Regions from separate parts of the Triticum aestivum genome. Here region 2 is linked to region 1. A link is a contact called in public Hi-C data. All regions are on one chromosome and are shown on one strand. Each heading gives the region's core, a stretch centred on a gene start, on an enhancer-like site or on the middle of the called end of the contact. The rest is flanking DNA. Distances are from core to core; before and after follow the strand shown.

What was found. Hi-C and Micro-C count contacts between places; a contact is called where the count stands out from the background.
Region 2: a Hi-C map of leaf shows a contact between it and region 1, with 5 times the contacts expected there. The contact joins the promoter of LOC123061330 here to the enhancer-like site in region 1. A contact is called at or near these places in 1 of 5 Hi-C or Micro-C datasets (leaf) and 1 of 1 datasets of contacts at active chromatin or transcription factors (leaf).

What each region holds. Positions count from the first base shown.
Region 1 is chr3A:373,870,643-373,873,360 of IWGSC CS RefSeq v2.1, forward strand. No RefSeq gene overlaps it. Among protein-coding and RNA genes, the nearest start is that of LOC123058342, 72 kb to the left of the region's middle. Within about 2 kb of position 1,394, at least 2 of the 8 cell types and tissues checked have an H3K27ac peak or open chromatin away from gene starts, as enhancers often do. A contact at or near this core is called in leaf, where this site is marked.
Region 2 is chr3A:374,102,426-374,105,125 of IWGSC CS RefSeq v2.1, forward strand. It overlaps LOC123061330, which reads left to right and starts at 1,272. Exons shown (of 5, transcript XM_044484389.1): 1 at 1,272-1,502; 2 at 1,971-2,147; 3 at 2,699-2,700. The coding sequence starts at 1,994.

The DNA.
Region 1 (2,718 bases), core at 144-2,643:
TAGAGCACATTTCTAACAATGCCAACCACACTACTGCTAGATATAGAACCAACCCCCATTGCATGTTGAAGCCTCGGGCAAACCATGAGCAAAGGCAACATCAGCCAAGCCAACACTACCACTCACCGAACTCACCGGTGATAATCCGAGCAAACCACGGCCTGACTAAGACTAGATCTACATCAAGCCATTGCATGATGCCAATCTAGCACTGTCGCACTCACAATCTATTGTGGCACCGGGCCGCCATCTGTCATCCTTTCGTCTACCATGGACAAAGCCAAAAATAACAATGACATCAGAAGTGCAAGAGCGGAAAACTTATGACGTTTAAGCTTGGTTGCCCTAGGGTCGTCTAGCATGCGACACGAAGGCCAGCCCTCTATCCCAAAGACCTTTTTGTGGTTGTTGATGTTGGTACTTTTTTAGCTTGGATTTATTTGGTATGCAGAGCCAGTATCAAAAACCATGTACGTTGCTATCTCTCAGCACATTCTTTCCTAAAAAGAAGGATAACACCCGGGCTCCGCATTGATCGATGCATTACCATATACTATTAGTTATAAAAACAATGTTAAGCATTGATGTTGAACTCAGATCGATTAATGCCTAACTAAAAAAGATAAAGAAAAACATGAGGCCATACACACTGAACCTATGTTGTGGTAGAAGTTTGAGCGTTGACCATAATCCAGCAGTCGAGCGACATGTGAGTTAAGGAATGGCGCAGAACTCAAACACAACGACTTCAAGAAGTAAATATTGTTCTCATGTCAGCGTTGATTGATTAACAATGGCAATTATTTTCAAAGCTGAATTTCAACCCAAGGGCTTCTCCCACGTCGCCCGCCGGTGCGAGACTTGGATTACATAGGTTTGCAACAGCATCATGATACACATGATTATCAAAAGCTCACATTTTCCCAAAGAGGATAACCCCCGGTCTCTATATTAAACGAGGCATACAACCATCTTTATTAAATTGTTTATAGAGATTTTTTTTCAAGGAAAATTGTTCAATGTGTTTGACAAGAATAAATACATAGATCAATGTAAAGCCACCTTTCTAGCGATCATGCCCTAAGCGCAGCAAAAACTCACGTTGTCGGCAAAAAAAAGTGATTAGTGTACACTGACAAAGTATGTGGCAAATCTCGTTGTTATCAGGAACACAACAGGACACGTCGGTTCGCTGCAATGCCCCGCTCGCTCTCTCCAATTATTTTCCATCGACCAGAAGCTTCCACCCATACAGCAAGAGGAAGATAAACGTCACTCTGAGTGACACGTTTGATTGATCATGAGAAAAGTACCGTGGGGTGTGACGTGCAGTGTGGCACGATAGGATAGGATGTCAATACCGTTTCGTTTGAATCTGGCACAGCCCATTGCTTTCGGTACTTCTTTTTGAGGGTTGTTGCTTTCAGTAGTTACCGTGATTTGACCTCTCCGTGGAGTGTCAGACTCCAATAATGCAGGCGGCGCGTCCTTCGATAGCTTGGGCAACTTGTGGCAATCGTTTTGTGGTTCGACTAGTACCGAATAACCATTTAATTACTATATACTGCTTCAATGAGAAGTGCGTGAATAAATTCGGGTATATATGAATCCACTTTGAAAAACACATTTTACAATGTTAAAAAGTTCTGAAAAAAGATGCGCGCGGACATCTTCATATTCTATGTGTGTACAGAAAGTTTCACAAAAAAACAATTTTTTTATAGCCTGTGCAAAAAAGACAAAATTTTGTGCCGTGAAACGCTATTTAGAAGCAGTAAAATTTATCTTTTTTACTGAAACAAAATAAAAATACTTTTTTACACAAAACTTTATGCTGTGGACATACCTTTGCCAACATGTATGCATTTTTTTTTTGAATTTTTGAATATTACAAAATGCGTAAAAGGTACATTTTTGAAAAATGGGTGCAGATGCCCTTGTGTGCAGATCGTCCACTCTCCTGCTCCATTCCTTTAATTTACATGTAAGATCTATTTGAATTCAGACTTCATAGAGTTTGATCATATTTATATGAAAAGATACAACATCTACAATATAAAGTTATATAATATAAAAATAAAATTCATGACACATTTAATTGTATTGATTTTGTATTGTGAATGTTAATTTTTTTAATAAAAAATGGATCAAACTTTAAGAAATTTGATTTCAAACAAAACTTATATACAAAGTGGAAAGTACCGGAGGGAGTTCAAATTTTATTGTCGTTAAAAGAAATAAGAACCGTCCATCAGAGATAATCGAGTGGTGGAAATAGGAGGTACCAAAACAGAAGTATCAAATACGTGGACCAGTTACCCAAAATAAGGTGGGACTAGTACCTACATTATTTTCTTTTTGTATTTATTATTACAGGTTAGATCGGTAATTGCACAACTCGATATTATTCTTTTTGAGAAAATTGCACAACTAGATGTTGCTAGCACGATCAAAATGCAAAGAGAGCTGTGCTGCTCACCTGACCGGCCCAGCTAACAAAACTGGTGCTCACGCGCATGCTCTCATATGGGAAGCCCAGCAGGAATCTTCTTGCTCGGTTGATTTTTGTAGTTGGACAGGTCGACCGGATTGACTGTTGCCTCAAAAACCACTCAAAAAATTACAGTTGACTAAAATAATATTCCCCGTTGAATTTTCAACCAATATTAATACGAAATAATTCTATTTTTAAAAAATATGAACTTGGAAAAATTCAAA
Region 2 (2,700 bases), core at 22-2,521, 230 kb after region 1:
GTATATACACACAGGAACCAAATGTTCCCGTATGTTACATTCATTAGGACTGTGCATTTGGGTGGCTATGTGGTGATGGATCGACATGTGGTGGCAGCACAGGGTGACATTAGTTAGGTGTTTTTGAGTGCAGGGACTCGAGTTCCAGGAGTGAAAACACCTCTATGTATGACTTTCATTGGTTGAACCTCGCAATGGCGTTATTCACACGACATTCCCTTGTTGAAGACATTACATGAGAGTTTACTCAGATTCCTCTCTGGGATAAAAATCCATAATGTGACGCAGTGGTTGGGTCCAGCGACGATGGCGCTCATACTTTGTTTCGAAAACGTTGTTGTTGGAGCACCTATTATGTTACCTAGGTTGCCATCATTGATAAGTGTTGTTGTCGTTTGGTGCAGTTGCTTTGTTGATCTTTTCCCCCCTTAATCTGGTAATAATTTGACTATGTGCATCCTTCCTTGATGCTCTTGGGTCATGCCAGTGCACGGTGTACGGGTCGGGTGTAATTGATATCTTCTCGGTACATTCTTTTTATCAAAGAAAAAAACACGGTCAACTCGTACATCTTGGGAGGTTGGCAACCACTGCGAATGCAAATGGAGTACATGCGTCTCACAACGGGGAGAAATATCGAGACCGACCAGATGAGTGTGACCGTCAAATACGTTGTTGATAACCACATGCCCTCAGTCACAGGGAACGCTTCAATGCGCGAGAGAACACGTGTTGGTCCGATCAGTACCGTACGTATCTGCGGTTAATCTCTTCTTCTTTCAACAATATATGTATATGGGTCCAAATAAAAGCATGTCCATTTCTTTCAGTTTTTCAGACGCTACTTGTCGCACAATACGTTTGCTAGGATGTTTCCGAATTTTTTAAAAAAAACAAGCAAGACAAATCGCAGAAGATTTTGTCTGAAGAAGAAACATCCTACATACATACAGTAGCAAATTGGAGCTCGGGTCCGTTATAGCGACGGGTATCCAAACCATCCATCCACCAAGACTCGGACAAAACTATTTGCTTCAAGTCTGCGTGTGTTGCGACGTACACGCTAAAGTGAGTGCACGAGATAGGCTAAGGAGACTCCTTGTGCAGCACTTCAGCCTCAACTTACATTTTTCTGTTACCTGCAAATCCTGTACACATACACGTGTTCATCACTCGCCGATAAACATGGTTGCGCTGGCTAAGTCAACACAGGAGCCATATAAATTAGTAACCGCGTTTTGATCTCGTGTTGCTGGTTTAGTAAAGAAATGCAATGGCCAGTTTCATAAGTTTTAGCCAGGAAAGACCAAGAAATTTGAAGCTGAGGGTTGCGGGTTGGGGCGCCCGGATCCGATGGAATTGAAGCAGCAACGACTTCATGCTGGAAGCCATAAAGGGAGGAGCATTTTATTCCTCTGCATATCCATCCCCTCACCCTGTCCCTCTTCTCCTCTGCTCTGCTGCAGCTCCTCTCCATTTTCTCATCCTACCCAGGAAACTAGGTAAGATATCTCCTCCTTTCCTTTTCTTTTTCTCCTTTGTTTCTAGCGCCTTTTGGAATGATTAGATGGGTGTTAATGAGTTATATAGGTGGTTAGATGGACGGATCATTTTTGTTTGTTGTTATCTTTTCTCGACTCTCGAGCCTTGGCGCATTTTCCTTGGGTCCCCCTCTCCTCAAATTTCAGTAACCATGAACGGACCTGGTTGGTACATGAGGCAATACAGATCAGGACAACCAAATTTTTTTTCGAGGAGGAGGACAACCATGGATTGCTTCAAAATTCAAAACTAAGCTAGCTATTACAAGGAGATTCCTGTTTTCATCCTGTACCACCTTTTAAGACACAAGCTATTCAGAATAATGGACTAGCAAATCAATACAAATTACTGTAGCATTTAGCATTCTTGAGCACGCTGCAGGCGGTATGTTGTTTTTTACATGCTTTTTCCTACACCAATTCTTGCAGTGTAAGAGGAAGCACAGAACGAAATGTTTTTCCAGCGCAAGAATTCCAAGAAAGTGAAAAACACCGATGCATCATCGCCCAAGAAGGACAAAGATAGCCGTGGGAAGAACGACTTCTTCGATCGCGCCAAGGGTGGGTTTGGTGCCCTTGCAGGAAGCATCAAATCAGCCAAGAATGGTTAGTCATTTCGTTTCAAGAATGCCTTTCCGGCTTCCAGCAAACCTCTTCTTCATCTCAGTTCTTGAACCGTTCATAGTGTTTGTCATAACAAGTACTTAACCGATAGCAGTAGAGTTCTGATCGACACAGGCACTAGGAGTATTTTTGGTTGCTCAAATCCCATGGTCAGTTCAGTAAAAGATATCTCGTGAGTCAAATAAATGAAAATAGAATCGCTAATGTATCCTTTTATTTTTCTGATGAATAAATAGGTTCAGAAAACAGAAATACTTATTCTGAAAAGGAGATTTGCGTTTAGGCCAGAAGAAGAACATTTTTGACACTGACATCAACCTGACAGCTGGATGGTGGATATAACAGCAATACTTAATCAAACCATAAATTTTCAGAGTTGAAATGATGTAATTTAAGAATTTTCGTATTAGCTCTCAGAATTTTTAATGCATTGCACATTTCTCCCAAATTGGCTGTCCCAAGTCTTGACAGACAGTTGGCTACATGTAACCTTAATAATTTCCTCCTGCCTGACCTTCGGGCCTCATCTACAGAC